Linked DNA regions of Mus musculus: all the other regions are linked to region 1. A link is a contact called in public HiChIP or PLAC-seq and promoter capture Hi-C data. All regions are on one chromosome and are shown on one strand. Each heading gives the region's core, a stretch centred on a gene start, on an enhancer-like site or on the middle of the called end of the contact. The rest is flanking DNA. Distances are from core to core; before and after follow the strand shown.

What was found. Promoter capture Hi-C pulls out the DNA fragments that hold promoters and counts their contacts. HiChIP or PLAC-seq counts read pairs in DNA pulled down with a chosen protein or histone mark. Capture Hi-C pulls out chosen DNA fragments and counts their contacts.
Region 2: a promoter capture Hi-C map of liver shows a contact between it and region 1, with 2.2 times the contacts expected there. The contact joins the promoter of Xkr8 here to the promoter of Trnp1 in region 1.
Region 3: an H3K4me3 HiChIP or PLAC-seq map of forebrain shows a contact between it and region 1, with 4 times the contacts expected there. The contact joins the enhancer-like site here to the promoter of Trnp1 in region 1. A contact is called at or near these places in 1 of 39 promoter capture datasets (embryonic stem cells) and 6 of 115 datasets of contacts at active chromatin or transcription factors (embryonic forebrain, embryonic stem cells, forebrain and 3 more).
Region 4: a promoter capture Hi-C map of pancreatic islet shows a contact between it and region 1. The contact joins the promoter of Paqr7 here to the promoter of Trnp1 in region 1. A contact is called at or near these places in 1 of 115 datasets of contacts at active chromatin or transcription factors (pancreatic cancer cells) and 1 of 9 other capture datasets (pancreatic islet).
Region 5: an H3K27ac HiChIP or PLAC-seq map of embryonic stem cells shows a contact between it and region 1, with 2.9 times the contacts expected there. The contact joins the promoter of Fgr here to the promoter of Trnp1 in region 1. A contact is called at or near these places in 8 of 39 promoter capture datasets (the 3T3-L1 cell line, embryonic stem cells, hematopoietic stem and progenitor cells and 4 more) and 4 of 115 datasets of contacts at active chromatin or transcription factors (embryonic hindbrain, embryonic stem cells, forebrain and 1 more).
Region 6: a contact with region 1 is called in an HNF4G HiChIP or PLAC-seq map of pancreatic cancer cells. The contact joins the promoter of Pdik1l here to the promoter of Trnp1 in region 1. A contact is called at or near these places in 2 of 39 promoter capture datasets (neutrophils and pre-B cells) and 3 of 115 datasets of contacts at active chromatin or transcription factors (embryonic stem cells, memory CD8 T cells and pancreatic cancer cells).

Annotation. Positions count from the first base shown.
Region 1 is chr4:133,497,149-133,500,461 of GRCm38.p6, forward strand. Trnp1 (TMF1-regulated nuclear protein 1) reads right to left here and starts at 1,402. Exons shown (of 2, transcript NM_001081156.2): 1 at 480-1,402. The coding sequence starts at 1,309. The coding sequence ends at 638.
Region 2 is chr4:132,730,441-132,733,816 of GRCm38.p6, forward strand. Xkr8 (X-linked Kx blood group related 8) reads right to left here and starts at 2,106. Exons shown (of 3, transcript NM_201368.1): 1 at 1,733-2,106; 2 at 436-632. The coding sequence starts at 2,025. Smpdl3b (sphingomyelin phosphodiesterase, acid-like 3B) reads right to left here. Exons shown (of 8, transcript NM_133888.2): 8 at 2,526-3,319. The coding sequence ends at 2,954.
Region 3 is chr4:132,943,901-132,946,997 of GRCm38.p6, forward strand. No RefSeq gene overlaps it. Among named protein-coding and RNA genes, the nearest start is that of Gm36518, 15 kb to the right of the region's middle. Within about 2 kb of position 1,536, at least 276 of the 459 cell types and tissues checked have an H3K27ac peak or open chromatin away from gene starts, as enhancers often do. A contact at or near this core is called in embryonic stem cells, forebrain and stem cell-derived neural progenitor cells, where this site is marked.
Region 4 is chr4:134,495,049-134,498,074 of GRCm38.p6, forward strand. Paqr7 (progestin and adipoQ receptor family member VII) reads left to right here and starts at 1,713. Exons shown (of 2, transcript NM_027995.3): 1 at 1,713-1,988.
Region 5 is chr4:132,972,719-132,975,871 of GRCm38.p6, forward strand. It overlaps Fgr (FGR proto-oncogene, Src family tyrosine kinase), which reads left to right and starts at 1,377. Exons shown (of 13, transcript NM_010208.4): 1 at 1,377-1,552.
Region 6 is chr4:134,285,997-134,289,344 of GRCm38.p6, forward strand. It overlaps Pdik1l (PDLIM1 interacting kinase 1 like), which reads right to left and starts at 1,257. Exons shown (of 3, transcript NM_001163794.1): 1 at 1,165-1,257.

The DNA of each region.
Region 1 (3,313 bases), core at 152-2,651:
GACAAACCTTCAACCTCTCCGGGTATCTGTCTCCTCCAATGGGAGTCACAGACTCAGAGGAGAATCCAGTCATACAGCCCTGAGCCAGCCCTCCTCCATCCTGGGACTTTCTTCTTCTTCTCCTTGCAAGGGATGGAGCTGGGCTGTGTAGAAGCCAGCAACTTTGAGGGCAGGGTTTTTACAGTCCCAGGGGACCCAGGAGAGACCACACTAGCACAGGTGAGGGAGCAGATGTTGCAATATTGCAGCAAGCTCCAGCTTGTTAAAGTTTGCCACCAAATCCCTCCGGAAGCCGAACACCTTCCACTAGTTCATCTCTATAAGGGGACTTGGCACTGTCATCTAACCAGCCACGAAAAAAAGGACAGCTCTATCAGGGCTCCACAGATGCCCGCCCAGACATGGAAGATCCCGGATCCTACACTCCTCAACACAGACACACGCTGTATCCAAAATAACACCAGTCAACAACACCGCACCTTAGTGTCACTTTCAGGGCCCCCCATGGACCCCCAGCTGACTCCTCCGCGTAGATGACGCCGTCCATCTGGCCAGCACCTGGATCCGTCCGTCCGTCTGTCCTCCCGCACCTGGAGACTCGCCTGCCTCGGGAAGCCAGGGGTCCGGGGTACTGAGGTCAGCGCTGGGGGGAGGCGGGGCCGCGGGGCGGGCTGCGGCGGAAGGGCGAGTCGGGCTCCGGGCCCTGGCCGCGCCGTAGCCGCCCTGCGCCCCAGGGCACGCAGCTCCCCAGGCCGAGCGCGGACGCCAGCAGCGCCGGGGGACGACCCCGGCGACCGCGGCGCGCACCCTTCTTGAGACGGGACCCGTGCGCAGCCAGGTAGAGCTCGGCCTGGGCCACGCCGCCGCTCAGGCGGCTCAGGCTCTCGGCGCGATGCGCCAGGCGCAGCTCCGCAGCCAAGAAGACTCGGTGCAGCTGCAGCACCCGGCTCTCCAGCTCCGACACCAGGCGCCGGCGGCCCTCCACTTCTAGCAGTCGCCGCCGCGCTTCGGCCAGCTCCAGCGCACGGCCCCCTGCCCCCGCCGCCGCGCCCGCGATCCCCGCCGGGCCCGCGCCCCCAGACCCCCCACTAGCACCCTGGCGCCAGCGCTGCAGCTCCTGCCCTTCCACGGGTGTCTCGGCCGCCTCGGGTAAGGGCGGTGACTTAGTGGGGGTCGGAGTCGAGGTCGGCGATGGGGAAGGGGGCTGGAGGGACGGCAGGGGCTCCCGGGGTGGCGGCGGGGGCGACCCCGGTTCTGCCGTCCCTTCCTGGGCCCCTGGGCCGCAGGCGCTGATTCGGCAGCCCGGCATCCCCCGCCCCGCGGCGGCCCAGGGTTGTCGGTGCGTGGGGAGGAGAGATGCTGGGCACGAGACTAGTGAGAGGCGGCCGCAGAGCCCACACCCAGGCCGCACGCGCCGCCCAGCATCTTATAGCACATGGGGCGGAGCGATGGCAGCACAGCCAATCCGAGACTTTTGTGCCTGAATCTGCCCTGCCTCCCGCCAAGGAGCGTATCCCCAAGTGTTTCAAGTTCCCTGTCTTTCTCCCAGATTGGCTCCGTTTGGGCATCATCCCAAATTTGGGGTAGATAAGTGACGGTCACTTTCCTCGCCTGGAATCACCTCAGAAAAATTCGATGGTAATGTTTAAAAGTCATACATTTCAGTCTCTACCCAGAATGGCTGGGCGTCACCTCTGCTCCTCTGCCGGGCCCGCGTGACAGTGAGAGCCTAGCCTAGAACTTAGCGCTCCGGGTCTCCTAGGATGCCCTTCCCGCCCATCTCTCTGGGCTTATGGGGTGGTTAAGGCAGAGAGACGACTGGTGTCCACTGGAAGATGGGCATATGACTGGATTACTCGCATACCAGGAAGGCACTTAGCTTGCAAAACAAACACCAGAGCCGCTGCTCCTGGTCCGCCAACCTTCGTGGGGCCCTTAGAAAACCCCAAGGTGTGCAAAATTATTTTCCAGCTCCAACTCTGCCTGCGTGTGCACCTGCTAGCCCACAAGACACGTCCTGGTATCTTTCAAATGGAGGGGGAAAGAAACTCAGAAGAAGCCGCGATGCCCTGCTCAATGTCAAATTGTAGGACAGTGGCTGAGTCTGGACGGAAATGAACGAACAAACTCAACCATTCATCAGAGCCCTTGAGATACGTGGATTCCTCCAATTCCCAAGCACGACTCCACATCTCGAATTTTAACCATCCTAGCTCTGCCCACTTTCCCCACGGCACAAATAGCCCTTCTGTTCCCCTTCCAAGTACTGGCCCAGACACCAAGGGTTTTACCTCTGATTGTATCTATTTGAAAGCGCCATCAGAGATTGGAGGGGTTCACGGTAGGAGAGGGCAAGGTCCCCAGGGCAGGAAGGAAGCTCTGAACCCCATTGGGAAGGACTGCAGCAGGTCCTCGGGTTTCAAAGGATCTGCCAAAGGTGTGGCCAGCCCTGAGGGTCAAAATATATGAAGAGGAATCTGACTAGTGGGGGGAGGAAAGCCCCAGTCCCTCCGACCCACGGGTCCACCCAACTCTAAGTGCTTACAGGTGCCTTTTAAGTGACAGGAACTCTGACAGCAAATCTCCACAGAAGCAGCTCCCAGAGCAAGGGAAGGAGGGTGAAGGGAGTTAGATTCAGAGAAGCGGGACGGGAGGACTCACGGTAGTAAAGGGGTGTTCAGTGAACAGGAGTAGATCCCAGAGAAGAAGGACAGCCAGGGCTACACAGAGAAACCCTGTCTTGAGAGAAAAGGAAAAGGAAAAAAAGAAAGGAAGAAGAAAAAAGGGAGGTATGTATGTGGGGAAACCCCACCATTGGTTAGTTCCAGGGAACCTGTCAGATCTGGATTGCAAATCCTTCCAGAGACCTTGGATATTGGTCTCTCTAAGAGGGCAAAGATGATGAAAGCATATTTACGAGGAGGGGCTGGTAGTGTGCCTCAGTAAAGCTGGGTTCAATCCCCAGCACCAGATAAAACCAGAAACAACAAAGCAGCTATGCCTGTCGTCCAGCACATGAAAGGCAGACAAGAAGACAGGAAAGCAAGCACCGGGCTAGCCTGGGCTACATGAGATCTGTGTCAGAATCCAAATAACTAAATAAGTGTTCACTGAATGCACTGTGTTCTCATCCCTTAGACGTAGGGACAGCAGGCTTTTCTTCTCAATAGGAAACTAATGGCCCTCAAACTCACCTGATTGAGCTGCGTGAAGTGGCTCACAGCTGATATCCCAGTCTTCAGGAGGATTAGGCAATCAGAAGGCTGTGGGTCAGAGGCCAGTCTGGGCCACGGACTGAGTCCCAGGCCAGTCT
Region 2 (3,376 bases), core at 856-3,355, 770 kb before region 1:
GAAAAGAAAAGAAAAGAAAAGAAAAGAAAAGAAAAGAAAAAAGAAAATTCCTCCTTAATAAATAAAATAAGAAATGGAAAGCAATTGAGAAATACACCTGACACTGACCTCTGGTTTCTGCATGTACCTGAAAATGCACACAAACTTGTACATATACACATGCACACAAGACCCTGTACTTTATATGCATGCAATTCCCCACATTTCATCTTCCCCTAACTCCCAAGGATAGACACATTTATTCCGCCCAGTGCTCGGATGAGAACCAACGAATGATGGTTTGAGTCACTGTTCCAAGCTCATGCAGCTTGAATCCAGACCAGCTGCCTATCACTCAGGCACCCTCTTTTTTTTTTTTTTTTCCCCCTAAGAGTGAGAACACCTGCAGAGGAGAGAAGAGTCGGCAAAAGTGACAGCCCTGGGCCCAGCACTCACACTGGTAGTATTCCGCCTGGCCATTCTGCAATACAATTGCCAGCACCAGTGTGAGCTGTGGCGTCGCCTCCAGGAAGCTCTCGAAAAGCTTCAGCATGCTGATGTCCAGGGAGAGAAAGTCTGCGTAGGCCAGGTCACACTCGGATGGCATCTCCTGGTAGCACATGGACAGCCCTTGATGCATTCCGTGCAAACACCTAGGCAGGACACACAGGTGCCCGGAGGGCCAGGTCAACCTTCTGTGACGTCGTCCATCTCCTACAGCTGAGTGCACAGAGGCAGACTTCAATCCTAGCTTGTCACTTAAAAGCTACGGAACCTGGAGCAAGCCACCTAACTAACCTCATGGAACTTGCTTCCTCGTCCGTAAAGTGGGGCAAACTCAACTTCTACTCTTGCTGGTCAGGTACGATCCCAGGCGCATCACAACCCTGTCCTACCTACTCACAAGAGCCCCATTTCAGAGATGGGAGATGGAATTAAGAAGTAAACAGGAGGGGCCTGAGAGAGGGCTTAGCTGTTAATCGCATCCACTGCTCTTGTGGAGGACCAGAGTTTGGCTCCCAGCACCACATGAGGTGCCTCGCCTGTAACTCCAAGGGATCCAACACCTTCTTCTCTTGGGGCCTGCCTGTAATAACTCTCCTTCGCAGTCATCTGAGCTGTACTCAAGATGATACAATTGTTCAGGCAAAATGCAAACATTCAAGAGGTCCCTCCCCGCAAGCTGGAGACTATATACAGCTTTCCCAAGATCTGAGACTTCCACAAGATTCCGGATCCGGCCACCCTAGCCCAGCCTCACCCACACCATGAAGCCCTGCCTTCATCACAAGATTCTGAGCCCTTGATTTCGCTTTCTCCTATCTAACAACCCAAGGGACTAGTCACAGTTTGGGGGCGGGGGAGAGGCGGGGAAGAAAAAGTTCTCAGGCCAGCACTTGCGCCAGGGATTGTCTGTCTCACTGTCCTCACTTTAGACTGACCCTGGGTCCTTCCCAGTTGAGAAAAGCACACACCATCCACATATATTTTCCAAGAACCAGTCTATGTCTACTCCTGGCTGACTCCGGGGACACGGATGAGTCAAGCCGGACCCTCTTCAGTCCTTGACGGGGAAGCAAACGTTCGCAGAAGACAGAAATGAACAAGAAAGGTGAGGGGCATCTCTGACTCCAAGACCCTGATGTTCCCTTCCTCTGTTCCTGGCCCTGTGTTTTCATCTCCGCCCAAGGAAAGAAGACTGAACTGGTTCTGATGGCTGTCAACCCACTTTTTCAAAGGGCCGGGCACTCACCTATACAGGTAGCCGAGCTGCAGCAGGTGCAGCAGAGCCAGGAAAGGACGCGAGAGCTGCGAATGGTGCAGCTCGGTGGGATCAGCTGTCAGCCAGAGCCAGCTGAAGAGCTGCAGCAGCACCGAAGCTTGGCCCAGCAGGACCAGTACCAGCGCGGCCCACAGATAACGGCCAAGGAGCACGTACTGGACAACGGCCCACAGGTCAGCGACCAGATCCAGCAGGAAAGACAAGATACTCACCAGGCCTACGACCACGTCTAAGGCCACATGGTGGTGCACGGACAGAGGCATGATCCTCTCCAAGCAACCACACAACCGCGGACCTGCCCTCCCGCCCCGCTAGTCCGGCAGGAAGGGGGCGGGGCAGTCGTCCGGGAGGCTGGGCTGCTGGGCGGAACTTCCCCATCTCGCCCCGTCCGGGGTGGAGCGAGCCCGCGGCCCCGCCCCTACACTGGCCCCACCGCCCAGACCCCGCCCCCAGCCTGCCCTGTGCAGAGCTAGGCCTCTACTGGTTTGGATTCTGCTTTTTGTTTTGTTTTTCTTTTTTGTTTGTTTTTTGTTTTTGTTTTGCGAGACAGGGTTTCTCTGAATAGCCCTGGCTGTCCTGAAACTCACTCTGTAGACCAGGCTGGCCTCGAACTCAGAAATCCGCCTGCCTCTGCCTCCCAAGTGCTGGGATTCCACCACCCCCGGCTTGAATTCTGCTTTTGAGTCTCAAGGAAACAAGAGTGGCTATTAAGAAAGACTAGAGCCTTAGAGTTACCGGCCGCAGCTGTGATCCCTCACGGTTGCACTGTTGCAAAACCAAATCAAAAAAGTCTTTTATTTAAAAGTACTAAGGGGTTTTGCACACCACGTACGTTCCCAGTTCAGACCTTGAGCAGGGACTACATCGAAAGCACAGAATCTCCAAGGCCCATCTTCCCGTCGGCTCACTTCACTGTGGTGATCAAGTTCATGGTGGTTTGATATGTTTGTATTAAAGCGAATAATGCACCAAGACATGTACCGCAAACAAGTTTTGTGGATAAAACATGAAACTTGGAAGAAATTGTGCTTCTTAGCGCCCTCTCTGGTGAATCCAGGTGTCCCATCCCACTTTACTCTCCGCGGGGGGAGACTGATGGCAAAAGTTCATCTCTCTCCATTGGGTAACGTTGCCCAATTTTACCAGGAGAAAGATGAACCAAGTCAGTGGGTGGGCTGGCAGTGCCTACAGTCATAACACCTCCAGTACGTGCAGGCTTGGCAGCAGAGTCAGTATGAGCAGGAAACCAGGCACCAGCTTGGCACCAAGACCATGCAAGCAGGTAGCATAAGTGTTGAAAGCCACGTGTTGTATAGCACAAACGTGCTCGATGCGGCAGCTGTCCTCACAGGTCAAATGGTTGTAGCTGACCGAGTTATAGACGTAATAACGTTGCAGGATGTGAGGCTCACTGGCAATGCGGGTCAGCGCCGTGTGCATGGAGCTGACGCTGGCATCCGGCACCTGGTAGGCCTCCGTCAGGCGGTACTCCTGCTCCCACCGTGGGGTCTCTTGTACATTCGCCTGCCTCAGGTTCAAGAAGTAAGTCACCAAGTCCTGGATTAGAGGCGCAGGGTATGTCAGCAACGAGCAGTTGATTCGTTCTGCCCACAA
Region 3 (3,097 bases), core at 286-2,785, 550 kb before region 1:
CCAACCGCATAATTAATTAGTGTTTGAGACAGAGTCTTACTATGTAGCCCAGGCTAGCCACAAACTCATGATGCTCCTCCTGCCTCGGCCTCCTGAGTATTGATTGGGGTTGCTGGATTTTGAGTCCCAGTCCCCAGCAATCCCTCAGGCTGAATTACCCTGACGATGGCCGCATACTGCTCTCTCAGAATGCAGCTTAATTCTTCACCTTCATCCCCTAGACATTTACTGAGTGATCAATCCACGCCAGGCACTGTACCAGGCGCTAAGGACCCCACCGCACAAGGAACCTACTTCCTGCCTACTTGCAGCTCAGAGTGAATCCACGAGGCCCCCTCTTCCTTCCTGTTCGCCTTCTCTTCACCCCCATTTGTTTCGATAACCCCTACCCTTGTCTGTCTTCACGGGTTTTGATTATTACGTTCACACAGCACCAGACGACATGATGACACACAGCAGCGGCAGGGCCACGTGACATCTGTCTCTTTTAGAATTGTCTCTGGCAGTGGCCTTCAGACAGACACACCACTGAGTCATGGCCCTGCTGCAGGGTTGCAGCCTGACAAGTTCCTTGCGTTTTTAGGGTCCCAAATCTGCTTTCTTTAAAGCCAGGAGGTTTCCTCTGCTAATGCGATTGGCTTTTTATAAGGCTTTGTTTTGTTTTGTTTGTTTTTGGTTTTCGAGACAAGCTTTCTCTATGTAGCCCTGGCTATCCTGAAATTCACTCTGTAGATCAGGCTGGCCTCAAACTCGAAGAGATATGCTAGCTACCTCCTGAGTGCTGGGATTGAATGGGGTATACCACTACTACCCAGTTATGAGATTTTGTTTTTAAGTGTGTGCATGTGTGCGGTTTAGAAAAGTTATAGTTCCAGACAGTTGTTAACTCCCTGATGTGAGGTCTAGGAACTTAACGGGTCCCCTGGAAGACCAGGGAGCTCTTGTAACCAAGAAGTCATCTCTCCAGCCCCCTGGGCTTCCTCTTCTAAAGTGTCTGCTGAGCAAACGCACACGCTCTGTAACCCCTGGCCTTCTCAGATCCTCTTGCTTCAGAGCAGAGTTTATTTTGGGGAAAAGCCATCTTGTAGTGCCAACTTTGGTGACTAAAGTGGGGTTGGTGCTGGGCAGTGCCATGTTTGGTCACAAAGGGGGTGACTAGAAACTAACAGAGAATGCTTTTTACTCTGGAGCTACATCTTAAGACGAGCCCCAAATTAGACCTCAGTGACTCTGGGCTCCATCCCAAGTATAAAATAGAATAAAATAAATTCAGACCCCGGTTTCTGACTGTCTTGCTGTAAGACAATGTCAAGGTCATCTCTGGTCCTCAGGTTTCTCGTCTGTCAAATGGTGCTAAAGGAGTCTCATCCAGACCAAGAGTGTCATTCCCAAGTGTGGACGTTAGAGGATGTGTCTTTGTTTTTAGCTTGAAGGTTTAAAGATGGGTGTGTGCCAGGGAGGCAGGAAGAGGGCGGAGCTGGAGCTGCAGGTCACTGTGAGTCACTAAATGGAACTCTGTCTGCTGGAAGAGCAGCAACTGCTGAGCCGTCTCTCCAGCACCTTGCAGTCAAGTTCTTGCTGTGCTGACCAGGCTGCCCTTGAACTCCTCGGCTCAACAATTCGGCCGCAGGCTCCTCCAGCACTTGACTACAGGCATACCATGTCAGCTGACTTAGTCCTGACCTTTCATCAAATCCCTTTATCTAGGGAGTTTCCTTCCAGGCCCTGGTACCCTTTAACAGTCAGCCCCTCCTAAGGCTGGCGCCACAATCTCATGGTGCAGTGTACGAACATGACCACCAGGTGGCACTGTAGTCCCGGGCTAGACTTCATCAGCCCTCATTATCCTTGAGCTGCTCCGCAATTACTAAAAGCCCTCCCTGGGGCAGTCTCCACCACAGTCTTCCGAGACTGAAATGAATGGACCTCGGCTTCTGCTCTGCAGCAGGAAGCCTGGACGCTGGAGTGATCATTCCCAGGGTCTCTGAAGGACCTTCCTCCTGCTCTCCTTCCCAAACCCCTAGTTCCACAATTCAGGACCCTCTCTGCCATCAGGTCTGTCTTCAAGTTCACAGCCTATGCACCTCCCACCCCCACCCCCCGACAGAGCCATAAGGTTTTAGAGGAGAAAGAGAGAAACACGCCACCGCCACCCAGGCTTCTTGGCTGGCGGTACAGGGAAATGCTGAGAACCGGGCGTTACTAAGCTGACCTGGAAAGGGGCCTGGGCCAGCAGCAGCGGAGGTTGCTGAAGCAGAAGAGGCCTGTGGCTTCCTGTGAAGAACTGAGGAGCCACGTCCTTTAAGCAGATGGCTGGGGGGAGGGGTGGAAGACTAGGACGCCCAGGCCTCCCGGTGAGGAGAGGGAAGGGTCCCAGGAAGGCAGGCGAAGAGGCCAGGGAGAGCGTTCTCTTGCCTTTCAGCCTCTGCCATCTCCTAAGATAGACAGGCAGGACAAACAGCGTCATTAATGTGAAGCTACCCGGAAGAGACAGGGGCAGGAACAGGTCTGTCTGCTCATACAGACAGCAAGTCCAAGCACCTAGCCACAAGTACCCAGGTTTCAGTGCCTGACCTCAGAAACTCAGATAGAGAAACCCAGCCCCAAGTTCTCGGCCTCAAAACCCCAGCTTGTTCCCAACTGCATGCACCCACTGTGCAAGCAGAAGACGTAATGCCCTGTCAGAGGCTGTGGGGGTGGGAGTGGGGCGGAGGAGCGGGGAGAGGAGAGGGGAGGGGAGGGCTGGTGAGCTCCCGGACACAAGAACACGGGACACGCGATTCGATCCAGATCCAGAGGTTCTTTATCGGAACAAACAAATGATTCCAGATGGAAGCTTTGCCGCAATCCTTACAGGATCTGTTTACTGAGCTGACTCGTCCCTGTAGCCAGCACCAAGGAAGTGCCAGGCTGGTCATGCAAATAACCACACAGCCCAAGCTGGGCGACTTGGCTGCCTTTGCCCTACGCATACAGGCATACAGCTTGTTTGTCCAGGGTTGTGTCTCCTGTCACACCTATGGAGAAGCCTGCGTCCTTAACAAGGTCAGGGACAGAGAACTCTGCTGGAACCTTTCCTGAGCAGAGAGCAGGGGGG
Region 4 (3,026 bases), core at 463-2,962, 1.0 Mb after region 1:
CTCACACAACTGCTGGGCTCTCAGAGGGTCATGGCCAAACGACTTCTCTCTTGCAGGCAAACCTCCTGAGTCACTTCCCAGAGCCGGAACCGGACATAGCTACAGCCGCCTGAGCCTGGATGCACCTTTCCCGGCTCTAGGCCTCGACTTTTCTACCCATAAAACAGTGGCCACCACATTCACCTCAAAGGAACTTTCGAGGTTTGAAGAAGGTCATAGAGAAGGCCCCATGGCTGCTCAGAGCTCGCTTCCCCACTGTGTAGAGTGGTAGACACAGAACCTGTTTCAGGGGATGGTTTAGATCAAGAGAGGTCGTCATGGCAACTGCTTGGCTCACCGCTTGCCACAGGCCAAGAACATTACATATAAACCGTGGATTTGAAAACAAACCAAGAGGGGACAGGATGTGGTGGTGTATGCCGGAGACCTCAGCCTCTGCTTCACTTGTGAGCTCCAAGCAGGAGCTGGGTGAGACTCTGCCTTTAAAAACATACAAATGAACAAAAAACATACCACCTCTGACAAAAGCCAAACCAACCGGAAACAAAGAATCAAAGCAGTGAGAGCTTGACCTTCCTGCCAAAAATAGAAGCTGAGTCCGAGGCTTCTTCTAAGTCCTTACTGTTTGTTTTGTTTTGTTTTGTTTTGTTTTGTTTAAGATGGGATGTCTTTGTTTAGCGCTGGCTTTCCTGGAACTAGCTCCATAGAGTAGGCTGGCCCAGAACCCAGAGATCCCTTGCCTCTGCCTCTGGCTCCTGAGTGCTGGGATCAAAGGCGTGTGCCACCGCTGCCACCACTGTCTGCAAAGTCTCTCATTTTTATTCATCCTATCAGGACACAGTCACCATATGTTGCCCAGGCTGCCCTTGAACTCCTGGCTTCAAATAATCCTCCTGCCTCAGTCTCCAGAGTAGTAGGCACGGGATGGCAGGCCTGTCGGCTTGCCCCATGGATTCAGGAAATGTGGGCGTTTGTCTGAATTTGTTGAATGAGAGGCCAGTCTCTCACATACAATTCTCTTAAGATAATATGCTCATCACAGTACAGAGGGAAATTTTGCAGTTTCCAAAGACCTTCATGTCCACCGTTTGACCTAAACACCTTGTCAAGTGGTACTGCCATCTCTATAACACTGAGGCCCAAAAGAGCAAGGTTTGTCCAAGGTCGCAGGGTGAGCTGGGGTAGCAACAGGCTTCAATCCTGTTAATGTGTCAGGGCTCTAGACTCAAAAGCTCAGTAAAGGACAGGGCCCTAGCCTCTACCAATCAGGCCTCTTTACTCAAGACCCGGTCTGGTACTCCATTTTTGTTAGGTATGAACACCACAGAAGGGGCAGGCACATGAGGCACTGTAAGAAAGTATTTATTGGAGGCATACCCTGCCTATAAAAACCCACTGGGCTGTTCACCTTCTCTGCTGGTCCCATACCTGGAAGATGTGACAACCAGGAGTGGTTGTTCTGACAGAGATCTAGACAAATCAGGACAGGGAAAATGTCAGAGATCACGGGATGAGACTTTGATAAGCCAGAGAGCCCAGTTTGGGACGCAGCTCCCCAGGGAGAGCGACATCTGGACTACAGTAGCCCTGTGAGGCATGAGCGGTATGTGCTGAGCTCAAGCTTGCCTCAGAGCTCTTGGGACACTCATCCGACTCTCTTGCAACTATCACAGAGCGAAGCTTGCGCTTTGGGGAAGTGGGTAAACTCTGCAGGAGTCTGCAGCCTCTTATCTGAGCCTAGGTTCTCTGGGCCTTCTATTTTCAGACTGTACTGTGGCCGCAGGAAGTCCCGGGATGCGTCGTGGAGTGACCCCTCCTGCAGTCTGAGCTTGCATAACGCCAGGCGAGAAGCTGCAGACTGGCGGAGGCGGCTGAGCTCCCGGTGCCCAGCGCCGCCCTCCGGGCTTGGGGCGTGGCCGCTACCCCTTTATCTGCGACTCCAGCGCGGGGGACGCAGCAGACAGCTCCTAGCTCTGCTCTGACCACAGGTGAGACTGCTCCTGGAGATCCCGGGGCCGGGCCGGGCTGGGCTGGGCTGGGAGTAGAGAAGTGCTCCCCCGGCACGCGGGTTGGGGGTGTGCTCCTAGCTGCATGCGTGCGGTGCCCAGTGGCGGAAGTGGGCAGGTGGCAGAAGATGGGGCGAGGCCGAAGACAGCAGGACCCTGACAGCCGGACAGTTATGTAGGGGAGCACCTCCCGGTAGGGGTGAGGAGAGGTCACCAAGGGAATTAGCCTCAAGGAGGGGACCGGAAGAAGAAACGTTTGAGGTCACCCCACCCCCGGAGGAGCAGTGGGGGGGTCACTGTAAGGGAGTGGGGAGAGCAGAAGGATTATGGGAGGACCAGAGGTAGCATGCCATGGAGAAGGAGGACCAGGGCTGGAGTAAAGCCTATGAGCTTGTGGCTTGTGGAATGGGGAGAATAATTCAGTGTCGTCTGCAGAAGTTAGGCATGGGAGACAGCCTGTGCAGCAGGATCACACCCTGGGCAGGAACAACCAACCTCACAGGCTATGTGCTGCATTCTAGGAGCGAGGTTATAATGGGACAAGAAGGAGCAGGGGTGGAAGTGTGTGTGTGTGTGTGTGTGTGTGTGTGTGTGTGTGTGTGTGTGTGTGTGTGTGTGGTATGTTTTGCAGATCCTTGTGGGGGAACCCCCAAGGAAAGCTTTAGAGAGGTGGGAGGGCTACCAGGCCAGAATATTGGATCCCTTCCCTAGCGTCAGGAAAGCCAGATTGCCCTAGATAGGAAAAGAGACAAGGCCCCACCACCACCCTCAGCCTTAACCTGGGGGATTTCCTCCTAGCAGCCCCTGAAGCCCCTTAGGCTGCCTCAGGCTATGCACTGAGAGGAGGCTTGGTGGATTCCCCAAGCTGACTGTTCTTGTTGGGTACCCGGGGACACCATGATGAAGATCTTCCCTTTCAGGGTACTCCTTGGAACCGTGGGAGTGTCTGAACTTTGGGGGAAAATGTCCTTAACATTTCCATTCTGATCACGTTACTGAGTACAAATGGAGACCCACAAT
Region 5 (3,153 bases), core at 127-2,626, 520 kb before region 1:
TCCAATCCACAGGGCTCAAGCATCCTCTTGAGTAGCTGGGAGTGCAGCTGGTGCGGCTGTTCCTTTTGTATCTGGGCTCCCTATGGCTGGGCTCCCATTGGCCACGATATACATTTATTTGTTAATTGCACACATGGATCAATGGCCAAGGCCAACTTAGAGGATGCTCTATAATGGTGGCAGTGCTATCCAGGCAGGGTAAAGCCACCCTCCCACAGTCCCTGAACCTCCACTACATTTCCTTTCTTCCTCCTACACCCACTTCATATTTTCCTAAGAGAGAAGCACTTTTATTTGGTTTTTTGAGACAGAGTTTCTTTGTGTAGCCTTGGTTGTTTTGGAACTCACTCCATAGACCAGGCTGGCCTCAAACTCAACAAAGATCTGCTTGCCTCAGCCTCCCAAGTGCTGGAGTTAAAGGTGTTTGCCATGGCTCATTGAGAGAAGCATTCCTATCTGCATCCATCACTTGCTGACACCGTGTGTGTCACCATGATCCTCCTGAACTTGTACTTTAGGGCGCTCACACACAGCCCCCTACACCCCTGTCTGTACACAGAAGCACACCTGACTGCATAATGTGTCCGAGCTGTTGATTCTAAACCCAGTCACGCATCGTCATCGCCTATCATCAGTATAGCCCCGGGGACACCCACTTGAATCTTCCATGCCTTAAGCCCTCACCCTCCCACAAACATTTCCAATTCAACCCTAGCTCTCCCTCCCCAGGCAGGGGGATTTCCTGGGTCTCAGTGCACCTTGGTTTTAGAGAGGTAATACTGGTAATAACTCTTGGTTTTAAAGGGAGGGTGGGTATCGGGCTGGGGGAGTATAGGGAGGGCTCTCCTAGAGACACTGTGATTGATTAAGGATTCTCCTCAGCTTCTCTAAAACTTGTGTGTGGCAGTAGCCTGATGGGAGCTGATTGTTGTGAAAAACAGGTACCCAAAGGCAAGGGCCTTATCTCCACCGCCCAGTTCCTAAAGATGAGGCGGCAGGGTATAAGTGACAGGCAAAAGATCCCTGGCAAATGTAGTGACAGTAGTGTAAAGGCTACAGGCTATGTGAACTTGGGCCAAGTTATCCTGACCTGGCTCTGTGTTTTCCTACCTAGGAGATGAGTGGGGAGTGGGAGCCTTTGGGATGGCCAACCCCCCACCCCCTTGGTATCCCACTCTAGTAACTAAAGGGACAGGTCCCTTTGGCCGGAACCTTTGGGAAGGAGCTGGGGCGCAGGGACAGCGCTGGGAGAGCCCATCCACAGCGGGAAGTGGGAGCCAGCGGACTTTGGATCTGGGGGCCCCTCCTGGCTTTGGGCAGCAGTCTAGGGGCTGAGGCGTGACTTCGACTTCTCTGGCTGCCGCCTCCTCCTCCGCAGTCACCAAAATAAGAGAAGTCCGAGACGGCTTCCTCCTCCCTCCCCAGAGTAGGTAGTAGGGGCAGAGGCGGGTAGCACCTCACTTTACCCCCCACATCGCCTCTCCTGGTTGCTGGAAGTTAGGGTTGGCTCGCCCCAGATCGAGTCACCCGCAGCTGGCTCCCTTGAGACCAGGTAGGCGGCCAAACCCGGTGGGGGCTGGTAGGGCAAATGTTGCCCCGCCCCTAACCGTCCTCACCTTGGAGGGAAGATTTGGGGGTAAACCTGAACTTTGAGAGCTGAGCAAGTTGAAAGCGGGAGATGGGGGTGGGGATCCCATTCAGAAAGGAAATGAAGAAGGAAAACTAAGGAAAGCTGGAAAAGGCTGATAAAAACCTAGGAGAAGGCCGAGGCAGTACGGCGAAGGCAGACCAAAAATTCCCCCTAAAAGTCTAAATGGGGAAAGAGAGGGAAACTGTGTTGTAAATTTGATAAAATTTGGGGAGAGGGCTGAAAGTACAGGAAGGCACTGTGGGATCCCCCAAAAGCGTCTAGGGAGAGCCCTGAGAGGCTTTCAGGAGGAGAAAAAGGAAAGAAGCTGAGGGGGTATGAGAGAGGGGTAGTAGGTGGGGAAACTGGAAAGGGGGAGGGGATACTGAGGAAATCGGTCGCGAGTTCCCGAGAAGGGGGTCTAGGAGAGTGACTTCTGCAGAACTCGGAGTCCAGAGTGCAGTTCTGGGGTCTCAGAGGCCGGCTATCTGGATTCCTCAGAGGGAAGCGGGGAGTCTGCAAACTCCCCCCAGACCCTCTAGCTACATCAGTGGGGCAGCGGGTTCCAGACACCCTGGGGATTCCTTCCAGCAGCTGGAGGCGTGGATCTGGGTTTCCTGGGGAAGACCTCACCCTGGGGCATCAGACCTCCCTGGGTGCTTTTCCCTATCCGCAGTGGCGGTCAAGGTTTGCGTCCCTGTCGGGATCCGGGAATTGCTGGCAGCCCCGACGGAAATCCTGCTTTTGACCGCCAATGCCCGCAGGGGCTGTTTCCATGGCAACACAGGGCAGTGAGGCCAGTTGGCTTTGGGCCGCTGCAGGCTCAAGGCTGGCAGCCAACTTTGGTCCCTGCCTTCGTCCCCATTTTTGGTCCTTGATCCGGGTGTGTTGCACCACAGAGGGAGTGAGAGGGTGCCGCTTGGTGTTCAGGGGTCTCCTGCCTCAGAGACATGTTCTCTTAGCAAGAATGGGCCTTTAATTGCTATGCAGACCTCAAGGAGAGCTAGCTTTCTCTGGACTTTTGCTTTTCTCATTGGAACTTTGGGGAAGAAACTAGCCCTCCCCATACCAAAGCTGTGCCTAGTGGCTCATGCCTATAATAATCCTTGCATCCAGCAAACAGAGGTAGGGAGGTTGTCACGAGTTCAAGACCACCTTGAGCGATATAAGCAGAAAGACAGGTGGGGTGGGGGAAACAGAAATAGAATGGGAAGGGGTGGGGCGGGGAGGAGAGGGGAGAATGGAGGAGAAGGCAGATGAAGTTCTATCAGATCCAGGCCAGCTGGCTCTACACAGTTCTTTGCCTTCTCAAAGCATGGAGGACCAGAAAGCTTCGCTGACAGGGCCTCTGAGAACCAGCACACAGTTGGCATCTACTAAATGTCACGTTTACTAGGGCCCATTCCAAGAAGGTTAGCAGGGTTCGCATCTGTACCCCACTCTCCAGGTGGCCACCCTACAAGCAAGCCTTTTGTAGTCTAGAATTGGATGCAATGAGCATCCTTCCATTTGTAGTGGGAAGGTGG
Region 6 (3,348 bases), core at 7-2,506, 790 kb after region 1:
AAATAAAGTTTTTGCAGAGCTGTTCCCTCAAAATGAAGTAAGTCAACTACCTTTTTATCGTTGTTTAGCATAGTTATTTAATTCTAGGTCTTTTCTGGCCAAAGGGGGAGCATCCTATACATCACAGGGAATCCTCTGACAAAGTCCTTTGGCGCTGTACCTTGAGAAATCATTTAAAGGCAAGCTGGAGCACAGGCCCCACAGAGAAATGTTCTTTTGAGTGGAGAGTCTGCAGTACGCTCCCTCACTCACTGTCACTGTCTTCGCCGGCCAGGAAGAGTAAGATTGTATTTACATTGCACAACCAGGTAAACAAAGTGACTGCCCCGGGAACCGGAGACTCCCGGAACGACTACTTTAAGTTCATTGGCCAGATTTAAAAGAAAATGACTGTTCCTGAGGTTTGCCCTGAGTTACTTCCTTGTATTGGTCGCCTACCCTTCAATTTCTTCCTGGATTCCCCAATGTCAGGTTTCCTGTCACCGGGCGGGCCATTCTGTCCTGCTCTGTGCTGATTCCCGGTTACTAGGCACTTCCAAGTGACTCTTTTCTCTGCAGCGGTCCCCTGTCCTCTCCCACTTGCCAGAGGTCCCCCCCCCCAAGGAAGAACGCCTTCCTTGCATAAGAAAGGACGGTGTCTATCAAATCCTTGGGGTCCTGGCTGGAGAGACGCCCTGCTGAAGCATCCTTCGAGAACCCGAGCGCCTTACGATGGCACGTCCCGGACCCTCCTGCCTGCCTGCCTGCCATTCTCCCTCCGGGGCTGGGCACCGGCGGCTTGGACATGCACCTGCTGGTGCCGGGGACGGGGACAAGTAAGGCCAGCGGTGCTCGCTCTGTCGCCGAGGCGCGCTCACTGGCCAAGCAGCAAGCTCACTCCGGGCGGCCGTCCCTGGAAACCCCGAGGGACCCTCCCGTGGCCCCTGAGCGGGCCTCGCAGTCGCTTCAACTCCTGGCGGCTGCAGCCTAGGGGACCGGACTCCGGGAGTGGCCCGGGCGGGAACGGAGGCCGCAGTCCCCGGCCGGTGGCCGGCGCAGCACCGGGCCTTCCCGGGGATGACTCCACTGAGAGGTCCGTGACAGGCCTGCTGGGGACAGAGACACATGCAGGGAGACCGGTTCTGACTGCGGGGCATCCGTGGCACGGCGAAGGGCCAGGTTTACCTCAGGGCAGCCGCCGCCGCTTCTCCCTCTCATGAGCTCTGCAGGCCGCCATTATCGCGCAGCTCGCGCCCTCGGCCGCGGCGGCCTCCAGTCAGAAGCCGGCGCGCGCCCCCGTGGTGCGCGGACACACCCCCTCACGCCGGGCCCCGCCCCCTCCGGCTTGCCGTAGCGCGCGTGCGCAAGCCGAGCGCCGCCTGCTGCCGGGCGAGCGCCCGCCTCTCCTCCGCGGGCTCTGGCCATTGCGCTCCGTCGCTGCCCTGGCGCGGCGCACAGCCGAGCGTTTCCAGCGGTGTGCGCGCTGCAGAGCGGACCAATGCTGCCCTGCAGGGGTGGCGGCAGGGGACGGTCGCCCTCAGCCGCAGCGGGGGGCGCGTCCCGGGACCCCAGAGAAGCTGCGGCCGCTGGCCCGAGCCGGCGGTGCTCGTGCCCCGTGGCGGGCTACGCTGCCCGCCCTCTTCAGACCTACCGAGCGGCGGGCTGGAGCGCGCGGTTCGCTGGGGCCGGATGCCCGGTGCATCTTCCTCGCTGGTGGCGGGACTGGGCGGCGGGTCCGTGGGGAGGCGCGGCCAGTGCTGGGAGGCTGGCTGCACCTACGTTCCGAGGCACCGAGCTGTGTTTGCGGGTGGCACAATGGCCCAGGCAGCGACGCGGGCCTGGGTGCGATCATCTGGGAGGATGCTGTCCCCTGCCCCACCGGCGCGGTGGTATCTCCCTTAAAGAAGCCGGAACCTCATTGTTCCCGGCCTTGAGGATCGGGGCGTCCTGCTGGGTGAGAGAGAGGGTGTGGCCTACCTGGCTGCGGCGCGCAGCCTAGCTGGCCTGAACCGGAGTTGGGACCCATTTTAGGCGGGTGTACGGACACAAAACAGGTCTCCTAGGACTGCAGTCCCCCGGAGTTCTTCAAATACGTGCACAAAACCTTTCAAATGCCCCCAGCAGTTGTCAGTCATAACCCTGAGTTGCCCTGAGATCGGGGTGACAGTCACTTGGAAACCAGGACCAACTGGCCGGCCCGTCGTTAGTTACACAGATTGAGTAAGCATCTGCCAGAAACGCCCATTCTTTTCTTTATTATTCTGTACCTACTGCTTGTTAGTAAGGTTGATCCTGCCTTCATTGCCCCCTAAGCATCTCAGTGCCTCCAGGATCATCCTTTGTCATCTGCTTATGAAACTAATATTTGGGGTCTGGGCAACTTTCTATATAATCTGAACCATATTCCAAAAGTAAAGACCTTACTACTGACCCTGCTGCTTTCATAGGCGAGGAAACCAACACCTGCCACATTGACCAAAAGTTGTCTTCCTAGAACACCCACTCGCACCCTAGTGTAACGTCCTCCAGCCCCTCCTAATAAAAGCCCAGCAATCTATTCAGAGTTTGTCCTGAGGGCCATCCTCCTATTGGTGCTCACGTTTTCTGGGAATACTGAGTCAGTCAAGACTTGCTTCCTGCCCTGGAAAGTAGGGGGAAATAGGAAAGCTCAGTAGACGCCGGCTACCAGTGTTAAACAGGATGGACTAGGAAGAGATCTCTTCATGAGAGTAGTCTTTTTGTTTATTGTGGTCATAAAATGTCACGGGATCGTCAAGGGACGTACCTGTTCTAGCTGCTTTCCTGTTGCTGTGATTAAAAAGAAAAATTGCTGACCAAAAATACCTTAGGGGAGGAAAAGGTTTGTTTGACTTAAACCTTCAGGGTTAGGGTCACTGGGAATTCATCCATCACTGAGGGAAGTCAGGGAGGGAACTAGGGAAGGAACTGTGGGGGGTGGGGGAGGCTCCTTACTGGCTTGCTCCAGGGTCATGGCTCAACTACATTTCTAAACAGTTTAGGCTGGCCTGCCTAGAAATAGCACTGCCCACATTGGGCAATCAACAAACCCCCTCACAGATGTGCTTACAGGCCAGTCTGATAGAGGCTATCCCCCACTGGACACTTCCTCAAATAGCTAAGCTGGCAAGTTGACAGCTGAAGCTAACAAGACTAGTGTTTTACGGTGTGCCATCATCTTCTATGTGACTAACAAAGTTAGTTGCTTATATTTTAAACTTTTAAAAAGCCTATCCGTCCAATAAAAGAATTACTTTACATTCTACAGTTCTTTTGCCTTTGAGGCAGGGTCTCACTTTATAGCCCTGGCTGGCCTGAAACTGTCTCTGTAGACCAAGCTGGCCTTGAACT